Regions from separate parts of the Ovis aries genome. Here region 1 is linked to region 2. The links are chromatin contacts, called in public Hi-C maps. All regions are on one chromosome and are shown on one strand. The core of a region is the stretch at or near the end of the contact, and the rest is flanking DNA. Distances in the headings are between cores, read along the strand shown. Region 1 overlaps ALG9 (ALG9 alpha-1,2-mannosyltransferase). Region 2 holds the start of SIK2 (salt inducible kinase 2).

Region 1 (5,583 bases), core at 1,803-4,302, 250 kb before region 2:
CTGGGTGGGGAAGATCCCCTGGAGGTGGACACAGCGACCTTCTCCAGTCTTCTTGCCTGGAGAATCCCATGGACAGAGGAGTCTGGCGGGCTACAGTCCATAGGGTCTCAAAGAGTCTGACTGGACTGGAACAACTTAGCACACGTGCACGCACAATTCGCAAACCACAGAATTTACTCATTTAAAGTATATGATACAGTGTTTTCTAGGCTATTCACAGATCTGTGTAAGCGTTACTCCACTCATTTTATAGCATTTTCATCATCTCAAAAACCTGTATCCTTTAGCTGTTGTAGCTGCCCCTCATCCGCCCCCCGCCCCCCGCATATCTCCTCAGCCACAATCAACAGCTAAACTGCTTTGTATCTCTATAGCTTTGCCTATTCTAGGCATTTCATGTAAATGAAATCATAGAATATGTGGGCTTTTGTGATTGACTTCTTTCATTTAGCATAAAATTTTAAAATCTCATCCTTTTAGGACAATAGTTTTTAAAAGTAAATTTAATTATAAAAGTAATTGAACTTCATCACGGATAATTTTTCTTTTACCTCTTTCTGAAATCAGTCCTGCTACCCTAACAAAATCTCCTTCTAGCATTTTTGCCTATCATATAATGGAATCTATTATGATTGTAGTTTAAGGCTCATGTAACTGTATCCCTCTTAATATATACTTATATCCTTATGTTGCTGTGTCTATATGCATCATTTTAATAGCAATATAGTGTTCTGAGTTGGATATAATTTATAACATTATTATGTAATACATAATATATTGAATTGGTTCTATATAATGGTTAGACGTAATTTATGTTAGAGTTTAGGTTGCTCACTTATTTCAGTATTATAAATAATGCTAGGATAAATATCTTTGTTTAGGTATTTGGATTGTTTCTTTAGGAAAGATTCCAAAAAGTATGAAAGGAGTTCAGACATTTATGGCCCTTGTTATGTATTGCAAAATTGCTTTCCAAAAGTAGTTCTAGTCTGAGAGGGAAAGAAGGAAGGAAGGAAGTCTCATGGGAAGGTGCTGAAAAGCTGCAGAACTCATGCAGGTGTGTATATATTCTTAATGACATTCCTCTAGTTTGTGAAGAAGTTTAGTATGTAATTAATAGCATTTTCCTAATGTTTCATGAGGGGAATTCTGTTTCCTTCTTGTTTGGTCATGAGACATTTTGTTGTTACCAAAAACTTTGATGAAAACTTGTCAGTAAGGAAAGTGAAGGTTAATCACCAATTACATCAGAATAGATTGAGATACTTCATATATTAAAAAAAAAAAAAACCCAAAACTACCAAAAGCCATTTTCATTTAAATATTTTTTAAAAATAAATTATTAGGACTTTAGTCACTAGGGAAATATCCAGCTAAGTTTCCTGTGAAACCAGTGAGATTTCATGCTTGGCAGGCCCTCTGGTGAGGTTGATCTACAGACAGTTAAGCAGAGTTTGCTTTCATCTTAGAATGTGGAGTGGACATCTCACTGTGTGCAAATGCTCAGACTCTTGGTAGAACCTCTTTTGCTGCTTCCTTCCTCTTAAGTTATGATGATGTCTTGTGATGATATGTATCCTGCAAGGTGTATCTTTTTTTTCAGAACAGTTTTCTTTCTTTCTAGAAATGTTACCACTTCGTGTTTCAGCGATACCGCCTGGAGCATTACACCGTGACGTCGAATTGGCTGGCGTTAGGAACACTCTTCCTGTTCGGGCTCCTGTCTTTTTCTCGCTCTGTGGCACTGTTCAGAGGTAGATGTGCAGACAGTAACTTAATCCACACTCACTTTACCTGGTTTTTGCTTGATGCGTGAATGTTTAATATATTTCAGCTTAAGCCGAGGGACTTTTCTATGCGGAGAACCTGTGGACTTCGTATTAAGAATGGGATGTGACATCTATAGCTTAGGACTGAGGAGAAGATTGAGAATTCCTTTTAGTGTGATTAACTATACGCTTCTTCTCTATTCTTACTATTTTTTTTTTTCCTTTTAAAGAATGAATTAAGGAAGCCTTAAACATAGGATGCAGAGTTGAGGCTCAAGTCCCATGATTATATTCTTTCTTATAATCTTTATTTGGATCCGGAATATTGAAATTGGCTCAAAAAACATGAAATTTAAAAGGTGGAGGGTATAGAGAAGGGCAAGAAAGCAACTGATTTCTGGCCAAGATTGGGCCTCTGCTGTAATCATCTTCCTGACTGCCCAGGCATTTGATGCCAGTTGAGTGGGCTTCCTGCTGGAGTTCCTGTGTGCCTCTCACACGGATCACAGTGGGATGCTAACACGTGCTGTAATTAAATAGGAGAATCTCAGCTCTCTCATCTTCAGCTTTCACACACCCCCTCCCTTCCAGGGTATCATGGACCCCTTGATTTGTATCCAGAATTTTATCGAATTGCCACAGACCCCACCATCCACAGCGTTCCTGAAGGCCGGCCCGTCAACGTCTGTGTCGGGAAAGAGTGGCATCGCTTCCCCAGCAGCTTCCTTCTGCCTGACAAGTAAGCTGCCCTTTAATTCTCAGAGTTTTAAATCGAGGTGTAGAAACAGCAAATCTGTGGCAATGTCGTCTTAGTTTTTCCTCCGCTTTGGATTCATCAGGAGTGTTTGCGTGATTCACCATCTTGGGCAGCCGTGGGCAGCGTGCCGAGCACCTGGGGCCTCTGTTTGGTGATGCACCCTGCGCTGCCTTGATCTTCGAGGACGTTGTGGGTCCTGGGCTCCTACTCGTGGCTCTTCCTGAGGATCCGTGTTTAAATTTTTATGACTAACTCATGTTAACCCACTTTTGAAAGTGGTTTTAAAACTCTCGGTGTATAGAGTGTTTTTAGAGAAGACACATTTGTTGTCCAGCGACAGTGAGTGTTCTCTCCCACCGTATGGACCCTGGGGAAAGCTGTGGATAAGACCTGTGCACTGCTTTCCTTCACGCTGTCTGTGGTTGGATGTGATAGATAGCATGGGCTCCGAGTTCCTTTGTGTCTGCTTTATTCAGGCAGAGAAGAGTCCTATTTAGGGAAAAGAGAAGTCAGGTTAAGATGAGTCATATTGTTCCATTTGGGGACTGGCTGCAGCAGCTTAGCTGGTGGTAATATCTTTTTTCTTGATAAAGATCCTGTATCAGTCATTAATGATTAATTAAAGCTTGTTTTTTAAAGTGTTCGCTTTAGCCTTTGCCTTTTCCATCTGAAACAGTTTCATAACTAAAGATACTTTTGAAGATTACTCAGGAACAAAGTAGTTTTCCCACAGTGAGTCCCTACATTTCACTGTTTCCTCTCTATGCCTGATGAACTTGCTTAAATTTTGAGAGGTCCCCTGATCACATGATAATTGGCAATGAACTTTGATGTTTCTCTAGTTGTTTGATGGTATAACCACTATTGCAAATTTCACTGCTGAGAGTTGGTGAAATGGTATGAAAGATCTCAAGTAGAAAATTTCTCAATGATCTTGGATTGAATTGTGACCTCTGCCTCTATGGTCTGTGGCTAAGGTTTCGCAGAAATATTTTGTCTCCAAGTGAAATATTTTTCACATGAAATTTCCTTTTTTTGCTTCTGTATTTCAAGAATATTTAGCAATATGAGCCCCCTGTGTTTTTCTCATTCTTCTTATTTGTGTTTTTGACAGTTGGCAGCTTCAGTTCATTCCGTCAGAGTTCAGAGGCCAGTTACCAAAACCTTTTGCAGAGGGACCACTGGCCACCCGGACTGTTCCTACTGACATGAATGACCAGAACCTAGAGGAGCCATCCAGATACGTAAGGGGATACTTTTACTACTATGACAAGAGTTCCACCCTTAAAATCTGTTAGCATTCGTAATAGAGCTTTGATGAAATGAGAGTTTTTTAGGAAGTGATTTCTTTAAGATGAGGGATATAACAACTGTTGAGAAAGAATGAAGAGTGTCATTTTTATTTTCAAATGACCTCCTTTATTTTCTATGTAAAATTTTTAATTCAACCTATTTTCTAAGCTGGATCAGAAAATTTCTTATGTTGAATTCAAGCCATTTTGAAACACATTCTGCAACTCTTATCATCCTTGGTCCATTAAAATACCTCCTGGGGAACGTTCAAGTTACCCATAGACCTTTGAGCTAATGATTAGTATATTCTGGTTTTAGCAAGTGGATAGTCAGTGAGGGTTCTTCTCACACCGAGTCCGTGAAGCAGTGTGTGTCAGGGCCATGCTCTTGTACACACTCATCTTTACCCACTCTGGAGCCCATGTAGGTTCCTTTGAGAGATGACACTTTCACCATTAGATACCTGTAAGATCTTTGACTGCGGAAAAGGTGAGAGCGCTAAAGATAATGTTCCTGGTTCCCAGAGATGGTAAAGGACCATTTTATAGAATTATTAGAAAGCACTTATTTTTTTGGCAGCCTGTTTAGCAAACATTTAAGAATTTAAATGTCAAATACATTTCCCTTATGACATATACCTAAAGCATGAAATATCAGGACTTTCAATTCCCGTTCAGAGCAAACCTGTAGCCACAGCTGGCCTTTTGTCTCCCGGACTGGGGCAGGTTAGATTTCCATGGAGACCCTCAGTTTATGGGTGAGATTCTTACAATGTGAGCTTTAGCTTTGTAAGCTATGAGAATGGACATCATAAAATACATTTTTGACTTGGCTCCCTGAGAAGGTAGGAAGTATATTCCACTAAGTGACTTGGAGTTTTTTCTAACTGAAGCCTCTGATTCCTGTAACAGTGAAAATACTCCTGGGTGGGACAAACTGCTATTAGCCACTTTTATTTTAGCTGCAGATACTCTCGTGAGAGCAGGCTTTGATGCACAGGGGCTCATTATGGGGACACTTGATAGTCAAAAAGATAGGAGAATATGCTGTGATGAGGGGAGATATAATGAATTAATAGTGATATTGTTGCAGCTGTGTTTTGGGAAGAGATAGTATAGGATGATTCAGGAAAAAAAATAGAGTATGGACTTTGGAGTCAAGTAGGCCTGGGTTCTAAACTCTGTTGCCTACCTGGTGACCTTGAGCAAATTAGTTAATATCTCTGTTTAACTAATTTCAATTTCTGTCTGTGAAGTGGAAATAATGATACCTACTTTTGGAAGATTAATGTGAGATTGGATATCATGTCTTTCTGTCATATATAGCATAGTGTCTGTACACAGATTTTCCCACAAATGTTCTTAATTTGATAACAGTGTATCTGATGGATTAGAGGTAAATGAACCCTTAAGAGGATTTATAATCTGCCCAAAGCTATCTCTCCTTCCTTAAGTTTATTGTTCCCCAACTTGATTTTTATTACAGTCTTTTCAGGCTCGGTTTTTCTATCCCAGGGACTTTGCTTCTCTTGGTAACGGTACCTGGACTTCCCTTGTCTACCTTCTCATGCTACCAAAGCTCTTCCTCCCTGAAGCCTTTCCCAACTATTTAAGTCTGTAGTGAGCAGTGTCCTCCCTTAAATTGATCTGTGTAGCTCATTTAGCCATTTAATTTTGTTGTCTTATTGCCATTTAAATATTTCTGATGTGTATGTCGTCTTTTTGGCCATCATACTGTGAATGCTATGGAAAGAATGACCGCTTC
Region 2 (5,068 bases), core at 1,411-3,910:
AATAGCATACTACAGTAAGGAACAACTGTATCTGTGCTAAATAATTCTTAAGACAAATTACCACAAAAGTTCACAGAGCAACTTAATAAAACTTGAGATTTACAGGAATTTTTCTCTTCATTAATGCCTTGCTGTTTCCCTCACTCCTCTTATCTGTAATACTTCCAGTTACACCAAATTACCACACTCATACTCACCCATCTTAAACTTCACACTTTTTCTTTTTATATGTTAAGAACACTTTCTTTAGAAAAAGCAACAGTAAAGATGTTCTATGTACTAGAAAGTTAGCTTTTACCTGAAATGATTTTACAAATGTAAACAATGCACACAGTTCAGGATCTGAGTGCTCTTTCTTGATCTGACCTGTACCTTCAATTACAAATGCCTTGATCTCACCGATAGCCAAACCATACTACTCCACACTGCCCCCTAGCTCTACAAGAGAGATCAGTTTAAAAGTAACACGGTTTGAGATGACAACCTCAAGAAAGTGTCAGTCACTCATAGCTCTACTTAAGTAATTTTTAAATAGATACTATATACTAATATATACTATATACTAATAAGTAACAGCTGACAAATCTTTCCACTAACACTGATAAGAGCTGATGGGAAAAAAGTAATATGAGCTGATGGGTTTGGAATTCAACCACTGAATACAGTTTAAAAGTTTTGTAAAAGCTCTTCCTAACTGTGAAATCTGCTTAGTTTTTAGAGTCGTTAAAAATGTGTACTTATACAAAAATACACATTAAAAATGTCTTCTTTCATGTAACTAAAAGGCAAACAGCATGGCATTAAGCCATGTTTCTTTAGAGGAATGGAATCAATTTCTTCGTTTTTAAAAATACTGGGGTCAGATTAAGTAATCTCACTACAGTCACATTATTTACATTAAAAACTTAAATTGCTAACTCTGGTAAATTTGTGAGAGGAAAATTTGTGACCTTGGCCCTGATGCTAAAAAAAAAAAATATGGTCGGAATTCGGCTGCCTCAGTCAGGATCAGCAGGGCAAGACGAAAAATGAGGATGACACAATGACAGATGCCCCTTCTTTTTGGAAACGGACTTCTTCACAGTAAGCAAAACTTCTAAGAACAACAGCTACAAAAATCACTCAAGTTTTCCGATGCCCTTCACCTTACACAGGCATTCTGAAAAAGAATCCTGTTATTTCATATCCAAACTCTGGTATCTTCGTACTAACAAGGAGAAACGCTGAATAGGATGAAAAGTGGAAAGGGAAAAAAGAAAAAAAAAAAGGAAAGGATGAAACTCCAGAACAACTACAATGAGGCAGAGTAGAGTACGCCAAAAACACAAGGTTTTATTCTAAAGAATGGTTTTGTTTCTACCGTTTTTCTAAAGTATTTAATTTGCACGTCTTAAAATAGAGACCCTGAGGAGAGCAGCTTGAGGCGGTGAAAGGAAGGGGGGGCGGGTTAGGTAAGAACAGAGACGTGCGAGAAAATATGTGCGGTGCGCGAGAATGTGCGATGGAGGGCGGGGGGAGATGCTGGCTTCCCCGTCAGGAAGCAGTCGAGGGCTTTTAGAGTAGACAGGTAGAATCTGACGCGGCTTAAGGAACGCCAGAACGCACACCTGGTAAAGAAATCACCTAGCATAAGAAAGACCGAACCAACCCCACCAACTGTGCGAATGCCCAGATGACCATTTTAACCGGCTCTATTGTCTGGAGTACTAAGGTGGAAATGCCTCAGGCACGAGATCCAGCGAGCCTGACACCAGGTCAGAGATACTGTCTGGCACCAGGAGCGGAGAGAAGATGGGACCGGGGCGCTCCGGGCATTCTCGGCCCCCGGGGCCCCCCTTCCTCGAGCGGCGGGGGAGCGGGCGCCGCGGTTCTCCCGGAGCCTCGAGGAGCCCCCCGTCCGGGGCGTCGGGGCGCAGGCGGTCCCCTCGGCCGGGCTGGCGACGCCTCTCATCGCGCAGCCCAGGAGCGCGGAGACTTCCCCTCCTACCCCACCCCCAGCTGAAAGCCGGGAAGACGCGGAACTTGGGCTCCGGAGCGGAGGCCCACAGACCAGGTCACGGCCCCGGGTGTGAGGCTCTGGGCGAAATTCCAGGGGGCCCCCAGGGATGGCCCAGAGAAGGCAAAGCGCCTGGCGGCCCGGCTCTCCAAATCGGACGACACCCGGTCCGGGCGACGCGGCCCCGGTCCCCGTGGTGCTCACCGACCCCTGGAGCTCCCCGGGTCCTCACACTCCCAGGCCCTCTCGCTTGAGCCGGTGACCCGGCCTCTCGGAGCTGCCCAGGCCCCCCGCGGCAGCCGCCCCTCTCGGCCAACAGCTCGTCTCCCGAACCCTCGCCTCGGACGCTCCCGCCGAGCCCCGGGCCGCACCTCCGTCCTGGTGATCCGGTGTCGCCCCAGCTTCACCACGGCGAAGTTGCCCTTGCCCAGCGTGCCCTCGATTTCGTAGAACCCCACCCGGACCGGCCCGCGCTGCAAGTGCCTCGGGCCATCCGCCATGACCATGCTGGGCCCCGCTGCCAGGCACGGCGGACTGGAGCGCGGACTGGCCGGCGGGCGGGCGGGCTGGCGGGCGGACGGGCTGCGCGGCTCCGCTCGGGCGACTGCGGCTCCGCTCTCTCCTGCGCTCCGTCCCTCCCGCTCCGCAGGGCCCAGCCAGGCGCGCGCCGCCGCTGACGTGCGCCGACGTCAGGGGGCCGGGACAGAGGGGCGGGGGCGGGACCGGGCCTCGATTGGTCACCATGGCGACCGGAGCCCCGCCGACGTCGGCGACGAGCGGCCGCGAGGAAGGGCAGGTGGGCGGGGCCTGGACGGCGCGTTCCTTCCGGGCTCCGGCGCCCTCCGAGCTCGCGGCCGCCTAGCTGAGGAGCGGGGCGGGGTCGCCGCCTGGCCCGCCCCGCTCCTCGGCCACCCAGCCGAAGGGTAAGAGCGAGCCCTGGTGGGCGGCGCGGAGGGCTGCAGCGACTGGGGCCGGGCCTGAGTCTCCTTCCCCCGCCCCCGGCATCTCCTTCCCCGGCCCAGGCGTTCCCCGCCCACCCGTGGGACCTTCCCGCCAAAACCTCTCACCTATGACTACTGTTCTTCCTAAATTTGGCACGGGCGAAGAACTCTGGCTGAGCAATGCATTGCTCACAGGCTCCTTTCTTTGTATCTTTTTCGCATCTGTTTCTATATAAATCCCTCCAAATTTGATGTCTCTTAGGGTTCATTCTGACATCCGCACGGACCCTTACAGTATATCAGCGGTGAAGTAGACCTTGGAGATCACCAAATCCAGGGATTTGGAGCCTCAAATGGGCTTTGGGGCTCGAAACCCCTAAAACGTGTGCAGTTTTTTTCTTCTTCTTTGAGCTTGCCTCTGGGAAGATGGGAATATAGCTTTTAAATGTGTTGCTGACCACGAAAAGCTTAAGAAATACTTACCTAATCCAGTTTCTTTTCAGGTGAGGAATCAACCCCTTGGAAACAAAGGAAATTGCCAAGATCACACTGGTAATGCTAAAGTTAGGATAGCAAATCACCACACTGATCTTTCATATGCTGACCCAGGGAAACAAGTACAGCGTTATTTTAATATTTTGAATAAAAGGAACCAGACTCTGGAGAAATGGCTTTATTCCCAGACAGAGAGGGAAAGTATAAAATGCACTTGAAAGGTCTTGTCCCAGAAAGCAAGATTTTCAAAGAATGCGGACATGTCAAAAGGAAACAGGAGCCAGTTTGAAGTTACCTTCACTTACCCATCTGGGACAATGTGAGCATCATGAATGGATACTAATGGAAATGGACTATAACAATGAATTCTAAAAAACAATCCACAGGTGCTTACTTATTCTTACAGTGTTTCAGCTCAGTTCAGTCACTCAGTACTACCTGACTCTTTGCGACCCCATGGACTACAGCATGCCAAGCTTCTCTGTCCATCACCAACTCCCAGAGTTCACTCAGACTCAGGTCCATTGAGTCGGTGATGCTCTCCAACCATCTCATCCTCTGTTGTCCCCTTCTCCTGCCTTCAATCTTTCCCAGCATCAAGGTCTTTTCCAATGAGTCAGTTCTTCACATCAGGAAGCCAAAGTATTGGAGTTTCAGCTTCAACATCAGTCCTTCCAATGAATATTCAGGACTGATTTCCTTTAAGATTGACTGGTTGGATCTCCTTGCAGTCCAGGGATTCTCAAGAGTCTTCTCCAATACCACAGTTCAAAAGCATCAATTCTTCGGCACTCAGCTTTCTTCACAGTCCAACTCTCGCATCCATACATGACTACTGGAAAAACCATAGCTTTGACTAGATGGACCTTTGTTGGCAAAGTAATGTCTCTGCTCTCTAGGTTGGTCATAGCTTTTCTTCCAAGGAGCAAGTGTCTTTTAATTTCATGGCTGCACTCACCATCTGCGGTGATTTTGGAGCTCCCCAAAACAAAGTCTGTTTATTATAAATAAACACCGTTTCCACTCTTTCCCCATCTATTTCCCATGAAGTAATGGGACCAGATCCCATGATCTTCGTTTTCCGAATGTTGAGCTTTAAGCCAACTTTTTCACTCTCCTTTTTCACTTTTATCAAGAAGCTTTTTAGTTCATCTTTGCTTTCTGCCATAAGGGTGGTGTCATCTGCATGTCTGAGGTTATTGATATTTTTTCCGGCAATCTTGATTCCAGCTTGTGCTTCATCTAGCCTGGCATTTTGCATAATTGATATTTCTCCATATTTCTCTGCATGTTAAGTTAAATAAGCAGGGTTACAATATACAGTCTTGATGTACTCCTTCCCAATTTGGAACCAGTCTGTTGTTCCATGTCCAGTTCTAACTGTTGCTTCTTGACCTGCATACTGATTTCTCAGGAGGCAGGTCAGGTGGTCTGGTATTCCCATCTCTTTAAGAATTTTCCACAGTTTGTTGTGATCCACACAGTCAAAGGCTTTGGCATAGTCAGTAAAGCAGAAGTAGATGTTTTTCTGGAACTCTCTTGCTTTTTAATGATCCAATAAATGTTAGCAATTTGTCTCTTACAGTGTTTAAGTATAAAATGGGGAGAAATGGCAATTTTTCTTGATAGTGGAATG

What was found. Hi-C and Micro-C count contacts between places; a contact is called where the count stands out from the background.
Region 1: a Hi-C map of skin fibroblasts shows a contact between it and region 2, with 3 times the contacts expected there. The contact joins the enhancer-like site here to the promoter of SIK2 in region 2. A contact is called at or near these places in 5 of 16 Hi-C or Micro-C datasets (blood, mesenteric adipose tissue, mixed tissues and 2 more).

Annotation. Positions count from the first base shown.
Region 1 is chr15:21,858,325-21,863,907 of ARS-UI_Ramb_v3.0, reverse strand. It overlaps ALG9 (ALG9 alpha-1,2-mannosyltransferase), which reads left to right. Exons shown (of 16, transcript XM_027979190.2): 11 at 1,625-1,754; 12 at 2,361-2,508; 13 at 3,641-3,770. Among named protein-coding and RNA genes, the nearest start is that of ALG9, 47 kb to the left of the region's middle. Within about 2 kb of position 3,052, at least 4 of the 54 cell types and tissues checked have an H3K27ac peak or open chromatin away from gene starts, as enhancers often do.
Region 2 is chr15:21,612,189-21,617,256 of ARS-UI_Ramb_v3.0, reverse strand. It overlaps SIK2 (salt inducible kinase 2), which reads right to left and starts at 2,660. Exons shown (of 15, transcript XM_012095438.5): 1 at 2,368-2,660. The coding sequence starts at 2,502.